Regions from separate parts of the Mus musculus genome. Here all the other regions are linked to region 5. Evidence: chromatin contacts called from public HiCAR-type, HiChIP or PLAC-seq and promoter capture Hi-C data. All regions are on one chromosome and are shown on one strand. The core of a region is the stretch at or near the end of the contact, and the rest is flanking DNA. Distances in the headings are between cores, read along the strand shown.

Evidence for each region. Promoter capture Hi-C pulls out the DNA fragments that hold promoters and counts their contacts. HiCAR-type assays count read pairs that join an accessible place to other places. HiChIP or PLAC-seq counts read pairs in DNA pulled down with a chosen protein or histone mark.
Region 1: a contact with region 5 is called in a HiCAR-type map of astrocytes, with 2.6 times the contacts expected there. The contact joins the promoter of Rapgef2 here to the promoter of Fnip2 in region 5. A contact is called at or near these places in 10 of 39 promoter capture datasets (the 3T3-L1 cell line, cranial neural crest, embryonic stem cells and 5 more), 2 of 484 Hi-C or Micro-C datasets (cerebral cortex and nephron progenitors), 4 of 115 datasets of contacts at active chromatin or transcription factors (astrocytes, bone marrow-derived macrophages, effector CD8 T cells and 1 more) and 3 of 9 other capture datasets (adipose tissue, liver and macrophages).
Region 2: a contact with region 5 is called in an H3K4me3 HiChIP or PLAC-seq map of forebrain, with 4 times the contacts expected there. The contact joins the enhancer-like site here to the promoter of Fnip2 in region 5. A contact is called at or near these places in 6 of 39 promoter capture datasets (the 3T3-L1 cell line, cranial neural crest, frontonasal cranial neural crest and 3 more), 1 of 484 Hi-C or Micro-C datasets (embryonic stem cells) and 5 of 115 datasets of contacts at active chromatin or transcription factors (bone marrow-derived macrophages, epiblast stem cells, fibro-adipogenic progenitors and 2 more).
Region 3: a promoter capture Hi-C map of embryonic stem cells shows a contact between it and region 5, with 2.1 times the contacts expected there. The contact joins the enhancer-like site here to the promoter of Fnip2 in region 5. A contact is called at or near these places in 10 of 39 promoter capture datasets (the C10 cell line, the HPC-7 cell line, cranial neural crest and 7 more), 10 of 115 datasets of contacts at active chromatin or transcription factors (bone marrow-derived macrophages, embryonic forebrain, embryonic hindbrain and 7 more) and 2 of 9 other capture datasets (adipose tissue and liver).
Region 4: a promoter capture Hi-C map of liver shows a contact between it and region 5, with 4 times the contacts expected there. The contact joins the enhancer-like site here to the promoter of Fnip2 in region 5. A contact is called at or near these places in 7 of 39 promoter capture datasets (the 3T3-L1 cell line, cranial neural crest, liver and 2 more), 3 of 115 datasets of contacts at active chromatin or transcription factors (embryonic stem cells, fibro-adipogenic progenitors and stem cell-derived neural progenitor cells) and 1 of 9 other capture datasets (embryonic stem cells).
Region 6: a contact with region 5 is called in a promoter capture Hi-C map of second pharyngeal arch cranial neural crest. The contact joins the enhancer-like site here to the promoter of Fnip2 in region 5. A contact is called at or near these places in 17 of 39 promoter capture datasets (the 3T3-L1 cell line, 3T3-L1-derived adipocytes, the C10 cell line and 12 more), 3 of 484 Hi-C or Micro-C datasets (bone marrow-derived macrophages, granulocyte-monocyte progenitors and muscle stem cells), 11 of 115 datasets of contacts at active chromatin or transcription factors (the NIH/3T3 cell line, acute myeloid leukemia, bone marrow-derived macrophages and 8 more) and 3 of 9 other capture datasets (adipose tissue, liver and pancreatic islet).

Annotation. Positions count from the first base shown.
Region 1 is chr3:79,143,621-79,147,001 of GRCm38.p6, forward strand. It overlaps Rapgef2 (Rap guanine nucleotide exchange factor (GEF) 2), which reads right to left and starts at 2,126. Exons shown (of 24, transcript NM_001310536.2): 1 at 1,236-2,126. The coding sequence starts at 1,295.
Region 2 is chr3:79,127,541-79,130,784 of GRCm38.p6, forward strand. All of the region lies in intron 1 of Rapgef2 (Rap guanine nucleotide exchange factor (GEF) 2), which reads right to left. Among named protein-coding and RNA genes, the nearest start is that of Rapgef2, 17 kb to the right of the region's middle. Within about 2 kb of position 1,586, at least 83 of the 459 cell types and tissues checked have an H3K27ac peak or open chromatin away from gene starts, as enhancers often do. A contact at or near this core is called in bone marrow-derived macrophages and forebrain, where this site is marked.
Region 3 is chr3:79,260,301-79,263,920 of GRCm38.p6, forward strand. It overlaps a transcript of Rapgef2 not described here. Among named protein-coding and RNA genes, the nearest start is that of 6430573P05Rik, 25 kb to the right of the region's middle. Within about 2 kb of position 1,846, at least 69 of the 459 cell types and tissues checked have an H3K27ac peak or open chromatin away from gene starts, as enhancers often do. A contact at or near this core is called in adipose tissue, embryonic stem cells and extraembryonic endoderm stem cells, where this site is marked.
Region 4 is chr3:79,081,873-79,085,510 of GRCm38.p6, forward strand. It overlaps Rapgef2 (Rap guanine nucleotide exchange factor (GEF) 2), which reads right to left. Exons shown (of 24, transcript NM_001310536.2): 15 at 1,537-1,748; 16 at 1,327-1,450; 17 at 752-775. Among named protein-coding and RNA genes, the nearest start is that of Gm52609, 27 kb to the left of the region's middle. Within about 2 kb of position 2,104, at least 2 of the 459 cell types and tissues checked have an H3K27ac peak or open chromatin away from gene starts, as enhancers often do. A contact at or near this core is called in liver, where this site is marked.
Region 5 is chr3:79,565,805-79,568,966 of GRCm38.p6, forward strand. Fnip2 (folliculin interacting protein 2) reads right to left here and starts at 1,875. Exons shown (of 17, transcript NM_001162999.2): 1 at 1,705-1,875. The coding sequence starts at 1,799. It overlaps 4930589L23Rik (RIKEN cDNA 4930589L23 gene), which reads left to right and starts at 2,388. Exons shown (of 2, transcript NR_152118.1): 1 at 2,388-3,162.
Region 6 is chr3:79,180,481-79,183,860 of GRCm38.p6, forward strand. It overlaps a transcript of Rapgef2 not described here. Among named protein-coding and RNA genes, the nearest start is that of Gm24150, 14 kb to the right of the region's middle. Within about 2 kb of position 1,266, at least 240 of the 459 cell types and tissues checked have an H3K27ac peak or open chromatin away from gene starts, as enhancers often do. A contact at or near this core is called in the NIH/3T3 cell line, acute myeloid leukemia, adipose tissue and 13 more, where this site is marked.

The sequences.
Region 1 (3,381 bases), core at 876-3,375, 420 kb before region 5:
TAGGTCTGAAGAGATTTCATCAAGGAAACACACCTAGAACCCGACCAGGATAGGGCTGGACAAGGCACGGAACTGGAATTTGCCAGGGAGGCTCATTCACCTCCTCAGGGTCACTGCATCTAAGGAACTTCCCTGCACCCAACGGAAGAGCTCATCACTTACTGATGACAAAACCGAAACCAAATACTCTAATCCATGGCATCCTACTTACTCATTTCCAAGGCTTTAGTGGTTTATAAGTATTTTTAAAGTTCAACACTACTGCATCAATTCTTACAATAAATTAAAACTAACTCCTATATCATAATGTACAGGTCTAGGATATGTAAGGAGACAGTTCTAAAATGCTTATACACCCACCTAAATCTGAGCACATTATAAGGAGAATAACATATATGTGTGTATGTACATACACATACATATACATATATGTGTTCACATACATACATATGCACACATATATATGTCAATATCATGAACTGGCAAAACGGCAAAAAACTTGTAACATGGTGACACAAAAGTCGCACTACAGGAGTGCACATATTCCCGGAACAGGAGGCTCTGACCTGGAGTTAGACACAGAAATATGTTTCTCACAAATAGCAGTTGTTGCCTGTGGGATTTCAGCAAGACAATCGCACAGCTGACTCATGGGACCAATTACAAAGGAGCAGTAATCTTTCCTGTGGCACTAAAACAATACAGTGTGCTTTCACCACCAATTAACAAATGTTAAGGAGTCAGAAGTGTACCACCGATGGTTTCATTGCCAAATCAATAGCCAGAGCCCCCACCCTCCCACCCACCTCCACGTGCATTCCTTGCCAGATTCCCATGGGCCAGAACCTCTTATAATGATTCACTAAATTCAACCAAAACTGGTTTCTCAAACTGCTTGGGCATTTACTGAAAACTATATTATTTTCTAATGACAAAAAAAAATAATAATTAGCTGTCTAGTATTTCTCAATGTTAGTGGTCCTGTTTAAATGAACTGTTGGTCTTGCTTAAGATTTTCAGAAATCACAGAAAATCGGAAGAATGAGTGAGCTGTAGCTCACCCTCCCTCCCTCCTTCCCTCCCTCCTCTGAGCAGAGGATCTCTCTCTACCCTCTAAAACACTGCTTCCCCTGGAGAAGAGCAACGCTCCATGGAAAAGAACTCCCTGCCTGCTCCCCACATCGCCTGCCCCCCAGCCAGGCAGCCCACGATGCCGGCAGCGCCTGGATACTTACAGACTGCTTCTCCTGCTGGCCCAGAACTCCATGGTTAGCAGGCGCGGCCAGTGGTTTCATAATGAAGAAACATATGCTGAACTGAATTTACACATCATGTACCAACCTCTCACGACGGCAAGTCACCCTCTACAGCATGAAATTAAAAGAAAAAGAGGGGAGGAAAAAAAAAAAGAGGGAGGAGGGAAAACCAGGCTGCAGCTTAAAGTGTCACTACTGGTGAGCCTAAAAACCCTTCACACTTGTAGACAGAAAAGGAATCTGAACGACAGGGCTCGGCTCCATTTTTATCACACTGAAACTCTAACCCTCGGAGGCTCTGACAAGGCTGAGGGAACCTCACCCAGCCTTCAGGCTTCTGATAGAACGAGATCATTTCTGAGGCTGAAGAACAAGAGGCAAAAGAAAAGGGGGGAAAAAAAAGCTAAAATGGCTGACTGCACACAGACTCCCCTCCAAAAGGCTTAATACAGAATTATATTAGCCAGGGTGGTGAAAAGCTAGTCTCTAGCATTCAGCCAAGCATTGTTAACACTCTTGTTTCATTTGCAATCACACATACAGACCCCTCCAACCAAGGAAAAAAAAGAGAGGAAGAGAAAAAAAAATCAGGGCAGAGCGTGTGAATCAGGACCTCCTCCCTAGCTGCTAATGATGCTGACAGTGGTGACCAGTGATCTCTGTCCCACTCCACTAACCAAGTTTACACAATTAATCTCAGCAGTATGACACTGATGGACATTTAATTTAATGATGTCTGTCCCTCACACTCAACACAAGCATGCCTGCTAGCCGGAGTCACTGACAGAAACATGGAACATGCACACACACACACACACACACACACACACACACAATCTCAAGAATCATGAGTCTGAATGCAATACACCAATATAATTACATTATTGTGCTTACTTTGGAGGACCATGGCTGCAGGCAGTTGGCATAGCAACGCACAAGGAAAGCCATTTCCTGGGTAGAGAAAGCTTCCTTTTCTAAATAAAAAAAAATCCCTCTTAGGAAACAAACGGCATTGCTGCTTCCCGCAGAAAGCAAGACACTGTAGTCTGTCTCTTAACCTGCAAGCCTCACACTCGCTGAGGTTCTAGTGATGTAAGTGGGTTTCTCTCTCTCCCTCCCTCTCCCCATATACGCTGAAATATTCAGCTCAAACGGTACACACGTTCCTTAAGGCTCGCCCCCTCCTCTACTTAACCATTTCACTCATTAAGGTAGCGATGGACAATTCAGATAAAGTAACAAGCTCTTGCCTGTATTATATCAGCGGCTGTAGGTTAAGCAAGTCTCAGAGGGATGGAATCCATTGATTGCTGACTCCAAATAATATCACTGAAGACAGGGTGGGAAAACGGAGCAAGGACTTACTTGAACAGCTTTGAACTAAAATATGAATTTTTTTTTAACCAAGGTGGGGAGAAAGGAATCAATGTGACCTCTGCCCCACCCTCAAGTATTATTGTGCCATAGTAAATAAGACTGTCTTAAAATTTATAAAATGCAGGCTTAGCAAGCTTTGTTAAATTTAGAAGATGAAATCACACACACACACACACACACACACATATACACACACACACACACACACACACACACACGCACGCACGCACAGATGCACATATGGTCGTGTCAATAATATTATAATAAACCACCTGGGTTGTTTTTTTTTTTAAACAAACCAAACTTCTAGAGGTGGAACTGAAATTAATGAAGAAATGTTATTCTCCCACGGTCTTAATTTCACCTACGCACACAGGTTACCTGGGAGGAGGCTGCATTACAGCTGACGAGGAATAAAGACACTTCCATCAGCTCTCACAAGCAGCTACACTTTTGAATGGAAGAGAGGACAGAAAGCAGTTATGGAAAACATGTCATCTCTTACAGTGGCCTTTGGCACTGTCAGGGATTCCTACTGGGTCTCTTGTCTATCTGAAGACCGTATCCATCCTCTTCTCTCTTCCCCTCCGTAACAAAAGGCAATTATTCTTTCCAATCATGATGGGAGATTCTTCTCCCTGCCTCCCACCCACTTCTTACACTTCTTACATTACTCATTACCTAATCGCCACAGATTTGAACATACTGCTCCCAACCAAAGATCTGCCCTGTCAACTTTTAAACGTCC
Region 2 (3,244 bases), core at 336-2,835, 440 kb before region 5:
AGAATGTGTCTCCTGCTGATGTCAGAAGCGATACCCATAGTCTCACCAACATGACTGCCTAAGCATGAGTGTAACGAGTATGACACAGACAGACATGCCAATGTGGACAGGAGAAAGCCCACAAAGCCTCATCTCTACTCAAAGAACGATAGCAACTAAGGAGTGCGGAGAGTGGGAGAAACAGTCTTTCCCAGGGAAGAGCACACCAGCTGGATGTCCAACGCCAAAGGCTCAGCCCTGAAATGTACAGGCAAGTAACAGTCACGGACTGAGCAGGATATATCTAGGGGTGTGTGTATGTGTGTGTGTGTGTGTGTACATACACACACATATGTACACACACACATGCATATATGCATGCACAACAATCCATTAATAAAAAGGAGGCTATGAATTTGAAAGAAAGCGAGGAGAGTGTATGGGAGGATCAGAGGAGGAAGGAAGGAAAAGGGGGAAATGATGTCATTACATTATAATCTCAAAAGTGAAAGAGAAAAGATTCAAGAATTAAGCAATGTTAACAGAAGATAAGAATCTCAGCCTGTTCTTCCTTTTGAGCTAAAGCATTGATTCAAAGTTGCATGTGTGTGAATACACATGTCAGTTTAAAAAAAATTAAAAAGCCACAGAAATATAAAACAAGAGTTCACTTATATTTTTAAGTAAAGTTAAACAACTAAACCTGCACTTATGATCTTCTAAACGTGCTGGGGAATGTGTGCTGCCCCCAATACAGAAACATAGTTGGAGTTTGTAAAGTACAAATGGGGTTGGATAGTCCCATTCACATCGCTATGCCTTTACAAATGAACCTCACCCTTCAGTGCTTTCAAGGGTACCAACAGGACCAGCAAGCTTCCTGAGACAGGATCCTTTCCATCCCATTGTAGAGTAGTATCAAGAGAAACTGATCCACACCAAATACAAAGAGCACCAAGTAAATCAGCTATATGCTCAACCACACAAAGTCTGCTCTAGTGTTTCTACTAACTGTGGGAAACTGGAGAGCAAAAGGGAGAAGCCACAGGGATGCCAAGCAGCCTCCAGGGAACGTATGAGTTAATTAAGGAGGGACATGCTTAATCACAAGGTGAACAATAACTATTACCATGGAAGGAGGGAGAAGGCAATAGAGTGTCCGACTTACAGAAGCTTATGTTTCAGTAAAAACAGTTCAAATCTGTGAGGAATTCTGAAATGAGCAGACTCATACTCCCAGCCACAGTTAAGCAAGGTAAGAAGAGATGAGTTACTATTGGAACAGGCACCTCCAAATTCTCCCATACACGATCCTGTATAACGAAACTGACAAGAAGCAACCTCTCATGATCACATGCCTCCTCTCCGGGTGACTGGTCACCAGGGCCATAAAGTTGTATTTACTTATGAGATGATGTTCAATTTTCTCAATTCCTGAAGGATTCCCTGAGGCCATGAGCAAGAGGGAGCTTATGAAAGTTTCTTCCTCCAGGAAGGTGCTGCAGTGGGCGAGTGGGGAGCACAGGCAATAGGTGGGGTCAGTGGAGTACTGTGCTACTGGGCTAGAAAGACACAGGTGCCATTCTGGGTTGGCTGATGTTGGGACAAGCTCAGAAGGAACAACTGATACTCTGAGGAAACTGAAAGGAGACTCCAAACCAGGGCAGCGGTGTGTGTGTGTGTGTGTGTGTGTGTGTTGGGGCAGGGGTGGTGGGGGGGGGTGGAGCATTCAGGTTGCTTTGATGATACAAAAGTTTCAATCGGAAGTTGGTCGCTAAGATATGGACAGTTCCATCACAGCACGTGAAGGTTTGGCATCAGCGCTTCTGTGTGGTTTCTCAGCGTTTCAGTGCATGTAAATCTGGGGAGGGGTTGGAGAATGAAGTCATGGCTCAGGAATCTGGCAAGCCCCTGAATTCCACTGTAAAGAAGCATCCTTGGGAAGCTGGATCTGACTCACTTAACATCAGGCTTCAGATACATTCTTAAATGGTTACATAACAACACTAATTTTTCAGAACAAGAAAGGATTTCTTTATATAAAAAAAAGAAAAGAGATGTGCTGTCTGCAGTGCTTCTTTCTGTCCTCCATACTGTGAGACTGTTATGCCAGAGCCTTCCCATACTAAAATTTCAATTACATACATGAAATGTCTTCGCCTTTTATTTTAATGAAAACTCACTCTTTAGACTGATGCCCATCATTAATCAGATTCCCCAAGTAATGTCTATCTTTCAAGCTAAATAACTCATTTATTTTTCTATGACAGTTATTTATATTTGCAATGTATGCTTAAAAATGATAAATTAAAATATCAGAGAATTTCCATATCATCAAATAACTGTATTAAAAATCTAGACCATTCTAAACTCCCGGGTCTTCCCACCACGCAGACAGCACATCTGAATGAACAGCAGAAGTTTTTACTTGAACCCTAACAATCTGATACAGAGCAGGCGCAACCTTTAAATTTGTGAAAATGAATAAAGAACATTTACTTAAAATTAAGTCCTTTTTTAAATATACATTTATTTGAATTATTTCCTAAAACTGGGTGTCATAAAATTAGCGGGAAAAATTCTGTTTATAGTAAACCAAGAACATCCTCTTAGGTTCTCACCCTATGAGAACAAGTGTCACATACAACACACACAAATATGCATAGGCCAGGAGAGCTTTCTCTCCGTACTGGAGTGGGGTGAGAAAAATCAGACAGAAGATCTCATCCTAACGTCACACAAACACTGTGTTTAGAACAAGAAAGCAAATACTCATGCTCTGTCTTATACCTTCTGCATTAAATTATTTTCCCCAAACAAAAGGCTTGTTTTTTTCCTTTTTAAAGGAAAATGCAATATGCACAATTAAGAAGTATACAACTCCCACTTCCTGGCCTTTGCTTTCTTTTTTTTTTTTTTTTTCTTCTTCTTCTTCAAAGAAAACAGCACTTATGAGCTCCATAATAACTACCTTAAATCCCCGAAATCATATCATAATAGCAAAGCTCTGTACGGCATAACACATAATGGCACAAAAGGCACATTTAAATATGACCCTGTATTCCATGCTTCTGTAATCCATATTAAGTTGAGAACAAATAAAAACGTTCTACTTAGATCATTTATCTAAGGAAGGTAAATCAGAAAGATCGGCCTTAGGAAGAAATAGAATACATACCATGATATAGTCTCTTTCGCTAGAAAAGGCAAGAAGAAGGGATTTAAATTAAGACCTGGTGTATAAAAGCTGAAAGCATAGAATTTG
Region 3 (3,620 bases), core at 596-3,095, 310 kb before region 5:
TAAATACCAAAAACTAGAAAGGCCCTGTAGCCCTGCAGAAATAGATGAAGTGTGTACATGAGGTATTCTCATTGCAGCATCACGACAAATCTAGACTATGCTGTCTCTGAAGCTCCTCGTGTCCTGATCTTGAAAGGTCCTCAAACTATACGTTCTGCTAAATCAGCAAGGTATGCTTAGAGTACACTGCAGATGCACTGTGGCTGGGAAGGAAGACTCCAGAAGAATACACAAGCACCTATAGTGGCATCACAAAAGGAGTGGGAACTATGCAGTGCCTCCAGGAGGCAGAGGAAACTTCCACCATGCACCCTTCTGTATGACTTAAGTGTGAACCATACAAAAAAAGAAAAAAAGAAAAAAGAAAAGAAAAAACTTACTGGAAACATTAATTTTTAAAAATATATAGTGGAGGTACAAGTGATTAGCACTTCTAAAACCCTGAAAACATTCCAGAGACAGAAATCACGACCATGAGCACTCAGAATGCAAGTTAACTGTCAATTACCAGAAGAAAACAAGCATCCACATAGCAGACTGTGTACTTAACCTTCCTTTCTGACCCAGCATCCCACAAAAATAGAAGAAAATAAGAGTGTGAGAAATAGAGAACAAAGAATGGTTTGAAAAGAGAAGTTATAATTTAAATGGAGGGGGGTAAGATAAATGAGAAAATATCACAGAAAAAAGCCAGGAACTTTTGAAACGTCTCCATTCTGAGGTGCTGTGACTGTCTCTCTTGAAGTAATGAAGGTGCCGTCTATGTACCAGAAGACCAGAGATCTTGCCACAGATGAAAACACATAGTCTGAAAGTCAAAGACTCAACAACATATTTAAACAGACACACCCATCACAACTGTTTTAGTCAGGGTTTCTGAATAGAAACCTTGCACAAACATCACGACCAAGAAGCAAGTTGGGGAGGAAAGGGTTTATTCAGCTTACACTTCCAAATTGCTGTTCATCACCAAAGGAAGTCAGGACTGAAACTAAAGCAGATCAGGAAACAGGAGCTGATGCAGAGGCCATGGAGGGATGTTCCTTACTAGCTTGCTTCCCCTGGCTTGCTCAGCCTGCTCTCTTATAGAACCAAGACTACCAGCCCAGAGATAGCACCACTCACAATGGGCCTTTCCCTCTTGATCACTAATTGAGAAAATGCCTCATAGCTGGATCTCATGGAGGCATTTCCCCAACTGAAGCTCCCTTCTCTGTGATAACTCCAGCTGTGTCAAGTTGACACACACAACCAGACAGTACAACAACCAAACATCAGAAGGGATTACTTTAGGACTTCAGAAGCAGCTAGGACTCCTTGAGAGCTCACAATCCCAAACACATCAAGTTAAATCTGTCTTTCATTCGGTCATTGAGACTGTGAGGTCCAATCATAAAGGGATGCTGGAGCCAGGTACAGTGGCACGTGCCTGAAATCCTTGCACTCAGAATATGGAAGCAAGAGGATAAGTTCATGTCCAACCTAGGCTACACAGTGAATTCCAGACCTGCCTGAGCTAAGCTACACAGCAGTAATTTGTCTCGAAAGAAAGGGGGGGGGGGATCAGACCCGACCAGATCCAACCGGACCGAAACCTGGACCCCGGACCCCAGACCTGACCAGACTGGACCAGACCAGACCACAGTGTTACTCAAGTCACATAACTTGAAAGGATCTGAGCAGGGCTCCTACATAAGATACAATCTTTCAAGCTGTTCTTAGGCTATCTGAATAAATGTTTCTCAATCCTGGTCAAACACTAATCCAACTGTCTCTCTGAACACACATCAGACAACAGAGTCGCTGACAACTGAAGCCAGGATCCCTAGGGCAAAGGTTAGAAATGCCAGGAATGTTCTACTCTCCCATGCAAACCACCCTGCTGTGGCTTCCAACCAGAAAGCTGGCTCCCTAGATGAGAGGCTGTTCCCTAGTCACTGCAGTCTGGCACTGGAAGCCAAGATCTCCAGCTAAGCCCCTACACAGAGACAGTGTTAGCAGACTCCATACTGAAATTTCACCAGGAGTGGAAATAAGAAGCCTGCCAATTCTGTTCCCCACAGTCCCAGACTCCTGGCTAGTTTACTTGTAGGAAAAGAAAAAGAAAAAAAGAAAAAAACAAAAAAAAAAAAAAAAACGGTTCTCTACCACACACAGACCAACCAAAAAGGCAATCAATCCTTAATACAGCTCAAGGTACCAAAGCCTGAACAACTCAACTGGACGTCAGAGTTCTCTTCAACATGCCAACTCTGATGGTGGAATTAAGTGTACACATACAAACAAACAAACAAACAAACAAAGAAAAAAAAAGAAAAATCAACCAAACACACACAGAAAAAAAGAAAGAGAGCGAGAGAGACAGAGAGAAGGGAGGGAGGGAGGGAAGGAGAGAGACGACGGGGGGGGGGGGGGAATAAAGAAACCTAAGAGCTAAAAATACCAATAGCAACAAGTGCTTAACATGGTCTCTGGTGACAAATTAGCTTTCAGTTAATCTTACATGTTATTAAAATTATTAAATATCAGGGCTAGAGCAATGGCTTAATAGTTAAGAGGACTGGGTTCAGTTCCCAGCACCAACATGGTAACTCACAACAATCTAGAATTCCAGCTCTGGAGGATCTGACACCCTCTTCTGGCCTTAAGAACACGGGGCTGGCGGAGATGGCTCAGTGGTTAAGAGCGCCGACTGCTCTTCCAAAGGTCCTGAGTTCAAATTCCAGCAACCACATGGTGGCTCACAGCCACCCATAACGAGATCTGACACCCTCTTCTGGTGTGTCTGAAGTCAGCTACAGTGTACTTACAGATAATAAATAAATTAATTAATTAAAAAAAAAGGCATGAGCCACCACTGCTGGCATTATTAAAAAAAAAAAAAAAAAACACCACCAGGCACATGCATAGTGCACATACATGCATGCAGGCAAACATGCATACACATAAACTAAAAAACAAAAAACCTTAAAATTAAATAAATAAAATCAGTAACTAACTGTACTGCTGCCAGATAATCCAAGAGGCCAGATAATCCAAGAGAATGAAACTGAGTTAGTTCTTTAAAAGGGTATAATTAAAAATAATAAAGCTACACTGGGCATGATGCCATATACCTTTAACCCCAGCAAAGGCAGGTGGGTCTCTGTGACTTTGAGACCAGCATGGTCTATAAAGTAAGTTCCAGGACAGCCAGAGTTGTTACACAGAGAAACCCAATCTCAAAAAAAAAAAAAAAAAACCAGAAATGACAATGATGATGATGATGACGACGATAAAAACCAGGCATGATGATATATATTTCATGATCACAGCAGTTCTGAGGCAGACAAGAAAAGATAGAAAAGTAGAAGGCTGTCTACAGGATGCCATCTAAAAATTAAGAATAAATAACAATAATTTTGTTTAACATGTGTCTAATTTTAAAGTACACTTTCCAGCTCTACTGTAGTACCTTGAATTATTTTTTAAAATAATAAGTTCAATGAAACTAAACTTCAGACCTGAAGCTGGTCTCCAAAATAAAAGTGAGCTTGCAGAGCATTCTGAATAACTATCCTTCGGGGGCTGAGAATGTAGCTCAGTTAGTGTCTTGACTGTTTTATTGTCAACTGAACGCA
Region 4 (3,638 bases), core at 854-3,353, 480 kb before region 5:
AAGATTTATTTTATTTATTATCATATGTAAGTACACTGTAGCTGTCTTCAGAAGCACAAGAAGAGGGCATCAGATCTCATTATAGATGGTTATGGCTGCTGGGATTTGAACTCAGGACTGTTGGAAGAGCAGTCAGTGCTCTTAACCTCTGAGCCATCTCTCCAGCCCGAATGTGGTGAGTTTTTAAAACAGTAAATCTGTTAATACAACGATCATGCAAATGTAAACATTTATTATGGAAACTATTTAGTACATGAATTGTTAGGAATTATTTTTGAAGGGGGCTGATTCATATAGAATGAAAACAGTAGTTAGTTGAGCTGTAGAAACTTCGGTTTTAAGGAGTGAGGGTGCCTGACCCCACTCCTGCATCTGTGCAATAGGTAGGGCTTATTGAGTTGCACCATTTCTACCTTCTAAGAGCATGCTTCCCTCCCCAGCTTCTTAAGCTTTTTCATTTCAAAACACACAAATTGTGTTTCAATACAATCTTTCAGACAGCCGAGAAATATGTCTCGTCTACATTTTCCCAGAATGATAGCAATCATTTCACAGCTCTGGTGGCCCTGACTTCAGGAATGCCCCAACACATTAAATCTGAAGTCAGTTTGCATCTGAAATTCTGATAGAGCAAGAGGGTTAAGGAAAAAAAAAAAAAAAAGCAGCAAAGCTTCAGAAAACATAGCAGGTAAGAAAACAATGGCACGGCAAGATGAGCAAGAACTGAGCGTGCAAAGGCTCTGCCACTTACCCCAGACTCCGCCACTTCTTCTTCCTGTAAGTGAGCCACGGAGATTGAAGCACGGGTGTAGAAAGAGACAGAAAGATCACAAGCTCAGAAAGAAAGGACCAGACTTCTGGACAAGCAGTTCTAGAAGCCCACAGACATTAACTGCATAGTCACCTCGCACACATCCACTACATACATCTCTCTGGCTTAGAGGACTACAATTTTGTTCCTTCCCTCCACTGAGCTAACCACTGCTTACTGCACCAACAGATGAACACAGTGCATGGACATTATGACAATTCTGCTCCAGCTAGTGCTACCGATTACAGCTTTAACTCTGCACTTCAGTGGTCTGACAATAAGAAGTAAACATTATACCCAACATTCACTAAAACTATCTGAAGGACAAGCTGCTGGCATTACTGTCATATGTGCCCTGGATCCAATTCAGAGACAGCACCACAAACGGAAGCTTGAAGGTGACTGTCTCAGCACATCATAATGACTCCTGTCTAACTATTCAGCTTTTCCTTACTGTGGTCAAGCTCACTTTAACCTTTTTACCCGACACATGCCATGGCCAATAACTCACGTACCGAGTCCTGAACATAAGGGCAGGGTCCATGTTGACTGATGCCATTCGGCCAACGTGACGGATTTCTTTTGCAATCATCCTCAGCTTCTCAAAGTTGACCAGTCCGTCTACTTTTGAGTCATTTCCTGATATTAACAGAGGAGGGACAAGAAGTCACACAGTGTCCATTCTGAGTTACCCACCAGGACAGACAGTGCCCACCTGCGCTCACCCTCATGGAGAAACGTGAGGTCCTTCTTGATGACAGGGAACAGGGGAATGACAGGAGGCTGTAAGTTCTGGCCACTCAGGACATTGCGGTACTTTGCCATGTTTCTGGAAGGATCAAACAGGTCTTGCAGGTCCTGGAACAGCTTTTCATATTTATTGGGAAGCTTTTCCCAGGTGGTTCGTAGTCTTGCCACCGGTGCCAGGTTTAGGCCACTGAGGGGGAGCAGAGAAGAGAGATTGGATGAAATGATGCTCACTAAAACAAAGCAGGATGTACAAGGCAACACAACACCTCTGTGTGCATGGGAACTTATACAACGCCCTAGGGGTCGTGCCAATCCTGACTAGGGAGGGAGTGGCAGCTAAAACTGGGCAAGGGACAAACCATTTGCCTTTATACTTCTGTTTATGTTCTTAACATTTTTAATATTCATTCATTCATATGTTCGTTCATTCATTCATTCATTCACCATTCCATGCATGTGAGTATGCGTGTGTTGGAGGTTATCCCAGCAAGCATATGAAGGCGAGAAGACAAATTCCAGGAGCCAGGTCTCCCTTCTAACACGTGGGTCCAGGGATTAAACCCTGGTGACCAGGCTTGGTAGCTGGTGCCTTTAGTGGCTGGCCCTTCTGTTTTGTTTGTTTTCTGCAATAACAAATGAACTATTTCTTCATCAGACTGTGTCATGTGATAAAGATTGAATATGATGATCAGTAATGACCAACTCTGTGTCTGGACCTAGACATAACTCCAAAGTACTTCCCAAACTAAACTTGTACCAAATAAGTCATGGTCACCACTAGGTGGTCTGCTGCTAGTCTGACCCACTACAGCTTTTTGAATCCTGGCTAAAACTATCACATCCAAGAAGTATGTTCAACTAATCATGAGATACACCAACTAAAACATGCAATGCCTTCATCCAGCACTGGTCAACAGAAAGGACCTGATTCTTCTCCATGGCAACATTCAACCATATGATATACATTGCTTCCAAAGTTGAACAAAAGTTCAACTGGTCTAAAGTTGACCTTCATCCACCACACTGACCTGACTTCTACCACAATTTTTGTAGGGAAAATGCTTCTACAACCATCTGGATGAAGAAAATATTAAGTTGTAGTTGAATCCTAAAACATAGATTTTGGAAAAGACAAATCTATTTCTTACTGGTAAGCATACTTTGACTGTAATAGGTCCTATTTTGATAAACATGTTTGATTTTTATTAGATTTAAAGCTTTCAATCTATTTAATTTAAATATAATTATAAGATGTAAAGTTCAGAGTCTGACACGACAATTCCTTTTGCAGCAGACTCATAAACACAGTCCAGCATGTGGCTCATAACAAGTATTTGAAAAAACAAAGATTGGGTAAATATTCCATCATAAAAATTATACTAGCTATGAGTATGAAGACCATGCACAGTAAGCACTTTACTCACAGAGCCCTCTCCCCGGCCATCAAGAAAGTTTAAGTTATAAGAAATAGAGGAGGGTGTGGTGGCAACATGTGTAATCCCAGCAGATGAGAAACAGGATTCTGAGTTGTATGCCAGCCTGGACTACTGCAGAGAGAGCCTACTGCAACACTTTTATTTTAGGGTTTTACTGCTGTGAATAGACACCATGATCAAGGCAACTCTCCTAAGGACATCATTTAAATGGGGCTGCCTTATAGGTTCAGAGGTTCAGTCCATTATCATCAAGGTGGAAACATGGTAGCTCCAGGCAGGTATGGTGCAGGAGGAGCTGAGAGTTCTACATCTTCATCTGATGGCTGCTAGCAGAATACTGGCTTCCAGGCAGCTAGGATGAGGGTTTTAAAGCCCACACCCACAGCGACACACCCACTCCAACAAAACTACACCTCCTAATAGTGCCATTCCATGGGGCAGAGAATGTACAAATCATCACAACCCATCAGCCTCTGAAGAAAAAACTAAGATTTTGAATCAGAAATAAAGAATTGCTTGTTGAATCACTTACGTCTTATGTCTTAGTGTACATGAGGCTGTACAAAACCAACAAAACACATACACACACACACACACAGGGTCAATTATGAACTAATATATATTGGTAATTACATGGTGTT
Region 5 (3,162 bases), core at 625-3,124:
AGAAGAATTAACATGTCCTGACTCCAAAGTAATTCTACAACTCAGAGACGTTAGACGACAGCATCACGGGTAGGCAGACAAATAGAAGGCACAGAATCAGGTCCAGTCTGCCTAACGGAAATGCACTGACCATGATCCAGGCAGTCCTCACAATTTACCTTCCAACCTCCCACCACACACACACACACACACACACACACACACACAAATGCTGCTATTCTGTTTAATGTCTCATTCTCTCCAAGTTGGAGCCAGGGATGGCAGCACGTGCTTACTGTAATCTTACACTTGAGAAGCACTAACAGGACGATCAGGTCATCAATTGATCGAAGCTAGCCTGGGCTACATAAAACTGGAAATACAAGATAAAAGAAAATCTTATATAACTATAGGAATGTGTTTGTATGTGTTTTGAATGAATTTTTATGCAATAAAGGAGATGAGATTTAATCAAAATTCATTTCAAATGCGATGCTTCATGTTGGTGTTCCCAGAACTTGAGAAGCTAAGGCAGGAAGATTGTCAAGAGTTTAAAGCCAGCCTGGACTAATGAGACCTTTGTTTGTTTGTTTGTTTGTTTTTAAAAAAAATTCAAAGTCTTACATTCTGAACATAAAGTATCCCTAGAAGGTCTGAATCGGTGTGAGGTGTTCAGTTTTCTGTTTTGTTTTGTTTTGTTTTATAGTGATGAAAACTTAAATGGCAAATAAAATGTTTTCTCAACTAGTAGTGCTGAGAGACAGTACAGGACCCAGGAGAGCATCTTTGGAAACTTACCACTCAAAAGCAGAATAGTATAGGGATGTTACTGAGAGCCAATTGCTTAGCTCAAAATGCAAGACCAGCCGCCACTTAGAGCTGTGGGTCTTGAGCCAGCTTAACACATGCTAATCCAAAGGTATGTGTTCCGAAGATGAACTATTAAATATCTGCCTCTGCTTTGTTAAATTAGAACCCGAGACGTTTCATAAAAAGCATTTCCCTCCCTTTCCACTCATCATGCGGCATCAGCCTTCTAACTGATGAGGAAATTACACACTTTTATTCATCCGCCGGCGAGCTTGTCATACACTGCAAGAAAGAAGCTGCTTTTTTCGTGGCTTCACCCTTTCCAACTTCAAAATACTGTCACATACTCAGTGGGTTGGAGCTGCCTGCAAAATGACAGCTTACAGGCTCTGGGGCAGGGGAGACGCAGGTGACTCTCCCTCCAGAGACCCTGGAAGGTACACACCGGTCCCAGACGTGCTCAGACACGGGGGCATATGGAGAAATTTTGTGGGGCACCTGAGGAAAGAGGGCAGAGGATGGCGCAGGGCTCCCACCTGGGGAGACCTGGAGAGCAAGGAAGGAGGACGGCGCTGAGGTTCCACCCAGAAGGAGCAGTAGAAAAGGGACAGGGCGGTTCGCGGCTCTGAGACCCTGAAAGAAGTGGAAAGAGGAGCCCAACCTGGGAGAACCCGGCGAGGGAGGGAAGAGGATGCTGCTGGGTCCCACCCAGAAAGAGGGGCGAGAGAGGCGTGGGGTCCCACCCGGGAGGACCGGGACAGAGGAGAGTGAGAGACTGGGGTCTTTCCCAGGAGGATCTGGGAAGAAGGGACAGGGTGGCGCGGGGTCCCGCCCAGGAGGAGGGGACAGGGTGGCGCGGGGGTCCGGTCTCCATGCAGCCCGCCTGAGGCCTCCCTCCCGCTCGCACGCGCTCACCTGAAGGCCGGCTCCTCCTTGGGCGGCCGGGCCTGGGCAGACGCTGCGCCGCCGCCCCTTTTGTTGAAGAGCTTCTGGAGCAGGGTCGGGGCCATGGCGTGCACGCGGCGGCCCGGGCGGGCGGCCACGCTCCGGGACCCGACGGCTCAGCGCGCAGCCCACGGCGGCCGCGGCGGGGCCATGGCGACGGGGGCGCGGCCGCCCGGAGGGGCGCGAGCGCGGGACCGCTGCAGCGGACGGAAGGTGCGGCGCCGCGGCCGCCGGCCGGTCATATGACGGAGCCGGCCCGCCCGGCTGACAGCTCGCTCCCGCGGGAGGAGGAGCGCGGAGAGGGCAGCACGAGGGAGAGGGAGGAGCACGGGAAGAAGAGGAGGGAGAGCATGAGGGAGGGGAGGAGCACGAGGATGGCAGGGAGGGGGGTGCACGAGCGAGGGGGAGGAGCGCCGGGAGGAGGGAGGAGGAGCGTCAGAAGGCAGCACGAGGGACTGGGAGGAGCAAGAGGGACTGGGAGGAGCGCAGGCGATGAAGAGTGGAACGTGTTGGGAGGAATACAAGGGAGTGGGAGAGAGGAGTGGGCGATGGAGGAGGAGCGCCAGGGAAGCGGAGAGTGGAGCCGGGAGAGGCTCGTAGGGAGGAGTGGGGCGGGGCGTGTGGGGGGAGGGGGAGGAGCATAGAGGCCTAACGTCTCCATTGGCCAGCTTTACCCGCCCTGCGCCGACATCACTAGGGGTACGCCCGGAGTTATCACTCGCCGGGCTCTTACTGGGGCTAGAGAGTTGGGCGGGGTGCACGAGTCTTCACACACTTGACCTACTGAGCTCCAGAGCACAACTATGGAGGTTTTTGTTCTTTGGAAAGAAAAGCCCTTGAACTTGGTCCTCATTTTATCGGGTCCAGGACTCCCTAGCAGAAAACGTGGCCTGAGCTGGAGAAGCAACTTTAGTGCCTGACGTTGCTGCTGGGGATTCTGGCCCCTGCTGCATTTGAGGTCCCAGCAAGCAACTGCCGGAACCAGAGTAAATCAGCAGGCTCAATTTTGAATTTACAAACAGTTTATTCAGGTCACCGGGTTTTGTTTTGGTTTTTTTTGTTTTTTGGGGTTTTTTTGGGTTTTTTGGTGTGTTGGTTCCCACTGGTACATAAGTCACACAAAAGCTGTGCATGTACTAAGCCCATATGTGCGTGCGTTAAGCCCACATATACACACAAATGATTGCTTTCCTAGTTCGTGTTCACATTGGGCACATAAAAAAAAAAAAAAAAAACTCAATAGATTCTTTGATTTAGGGAAGCTGAGTGTGTGCTTAGACTCATTTGCCTGTGCTTTCACGCCTCAGACCCCCTGAGAATTTATTGTGCTGTGGTGCAAGACGTTAAAGAACCTGCGGTTATGAAGAGTCTGACCACATTCAAAACAGTTTATTAATCTGTTTTGCGGCCTAGAGCTCTAACGTGGTT
Region 6 (3,380 bases), core at 16-2,515, 390 kb before region 5:
TATCAGAGAGCCTATTTCTCATCTCGTCATTCCTAGAAAGTGATAGACACTGAATGTTAATCTCCTTATAAATAAATCTAATTAACTAAAATGTAAGTAACCAACTGATGCTCCTGAACCAAAATCAATGTATGTATCGATGACTTCAAAGAAAGAGTCACATCTCATTGTCTAGACAAAGTATGGTAGCAACTGTGGAAGCCTGGAATTTCATTCCCCAAGTCAAGAGAAAACAGCAAAGTACACTGAAAAACTTGCCATAAAAACACACTGAATCTTTTTAAATGTTTTACATTCACTCAAAAATTAGCAGGCACTAAATAAAATCATACCTCATGTAAATTACAAAATGTGTGTGTGTGTGTGTCTGTGTGTGTGTGTGTCTATGTCTGTGTGTGTGTGTGTCTGTATACACACTGTGTCAAGAGAGTGGACTAAGTGGCGACGATTCCCTAAGTATTTGGAAACTACACACATTTCACCGTCTCTAGACACCTTCCACAGCTACTTTAGAAATGTTCCACCATCAGCAAGCACTCAATGGCAGTTTGGAAGCCCAGCACTGAATCTTTACTTACAAATGTAGCAAGCACATACAAAAATAATAAGGAAGGGCTCTTCACTGTGCCCCCCTACTCTCCCACCCCCCTGTTCAGTTCCTCTACTTAAGAAGCATTAAGCATTTAATATTTGTAGTATGAACATTTTAATTTCTAAAAATCCAACCTGCACTGTCTTCAATGTCTTTGAAGCCCCAGTACAGCAACAGTGCTGCCACCGTCTACGGCTACGTCTCTGTAGCAGCAAGCGCTCCCATTTCCCTGTTAGCTGCTGGTGAGCCCATGCACTCCGGGCTTGTGGCTCTAGCAGAGCCAACATTCCTTCTGAGGCTCGCTTCCTGCTTCCATGACCCACCCACCTCTCTGGGCTGCATTATGTATTACGCATGTTGTATGGGCACTCTTTCCGCATACCAGTCTCATGACCTCAGCAGCTGCCTGACAGATACTCTTTATCAATTTGTATTAATTCATTATCTACTCTTGTAACTCAAGGACAAGTAGAAATCGGCAATGTCTGTCCTCCTGTGAGGCTTCAAGGTCAAATGTTCACAAGAGCTACAGCTGCAATCTTTGTTATTAACATGTATTAGAGCGGTGCGAAGAGCCGGTTGCTCTCCACCAAAAGAGTTGAATTGTATACTGGCCTGAGGGATTAGTGCGGTAAAGACTGGCGTATATTTACATCATCACAGATGGGCGAGGCTGGAGGAAGCTGTGTGACTCTCGCTTTCCCTCTTCCGGTGATAAAGTTGTTCTTACCTCAGATGTACCGGGCTACACAGAGCAAATTTTTCTCGTGCCACAACCCAAAGCAGCCTGGGACAGTGGTATGAGGGCTACGCTTTGGGAGTGTCTGTGCCCTCGCCACCGACCTGCTACAGACAGCTCAGCTAAATTGATCTGCTGCTATCCCTCTACAAAGCGGCACAAACACGACTCTGCTGACCACTGTGCTTTGGCACAGATGTCACCTGACTGGTTCTTCAAAAGTTATGGTCCAGGCCAGGCTCTCCCTTCAGCACAGGGACCCGTGCCATGACCAAAATGGTTCGTTAATTTTCACCATTTCACAGTGCAAAGCTGAGCATATTGAGTCAGAGACATCGGCTCGGTTCCAATATCTATCCACAAACAACCTAATTTTTATAACATTCGCAGAAGCAACAACAACAAAGATACATTAAGAACTATATAATAAGTTGGTGAGTGAGTAAGACTGATAAAATCAAACACCTCAGTCTTGAAGCACATTTACAAGGCTGGCTTCAAATCCCAGCCATCTATCGGATGCAGCACACTTCCTAAGGTAAAATGCTAGTGTGCCTTTGTGAGACAGGACCTAGCAAAACCTGTTTGAAACAAGGAAAAGAACACTTACACACACGTATACCTTACTACAAAGTTAGCAAGTAATAAAAGGCCAACTGGTTTAGCTCAGCTGAGGGAAATGAGGGCTTTTCTAATGAATCACACTGTGGTATGAGTAAAATGAGTGTTTCCTCCCTTTCTACAAAAATCAACACTGTTGACATTGTTTAATCTGTTTCAGAATTTCTCTTATGGACGGAAGTGGTAAAATCTTGTGATTTACTATTAAAAGGTTTATGATCAAGACTAATATGAGATAACATATGACCTAATAAGAGATACACATGACCTGTATGTGAAAGGAAATTTTCTGAAATAAAAAGGTACTCTATGCTCATGGAAAAAGCTGGTGTTTGACTTCAGTCCAAGCAACCCAGTCAGATCCTAACCGGCATTCTTAATACCAATAAGCTAATCTTAAATCTATAATGGAAGACAACTGCAAAACAATTCTAACAAAGAACAAAATTGATATTTATAACAAATGTACCATTAGGTCACACAAAGGCAGACAAACATACAGAGGGATAAATGGGGGTTTTTTGTTCTTTAGTTAAATATTTTATGTAAATGTTTAACAATTAATTCAGTGGGATTTTAAAAGCATGCGAAGGTAATTCAGTAAATTAAGAAATTCCTGTGGTGCAGGCGAGAGGGCAACTTGAGTTCTATGCTCAGAACCCACAGGGACTTTATGAATTTGTCCTCTGACATTGTTCACATGCACTCTAAATGGCATACACTCCTACACATACACATAGACCTGAAAGGATTGTAAAGATTCTTTTAAGGAATCTTCCTAAAACTACTGACTTCACATGCAAAAATAAAAAGCTTCAAACCACTCAGAAAAATTAACTCAAAACGTATCGTAGACATCAATGAAAAAACTGATAATACTAAATTTCTAGGGAAAAAAAGCCTAAGAAAACTTTTGTGGCACCAGTTTAAGATATCATTAAACAGGATACCCAAAGTAAAAAATACAAGTGAGAGTTTTTAAAATAAATTTTAATTAAAATTAAAAAAAAAAACCCTTCAGTTCAGGGCCAGCGATAAGGCCAGAGATAGAGGTAAAGGTGTTTACCACCAAAACTGAGAGCCTGAGTTCAATTCCTGAGTCCCACGTGGTTGAAGTTAAGAACTGATTCTCACAGGCTGTCCTTTAACTTCCCCAAGCCTTTGTTCATGCTCCTCCCCCTCCCCCTCTCACACTCACACTCACACACACTCACACTCACACACACACACACACAGGAACACAGGGTAAATACTATATTTTTAAAGATTTATTTATTGAATGTATGTGAGTACACTGTTGCTTTCTTCATGCACACAGGAAAAAAACATCGGATCCCATTACAGATAACTACCTGTAATGAATTGAACTCCGGTCCTCAGTTTTGGTGGTAAACACCTTTACCTTTACCTCTGTGTGAGCCACCACAT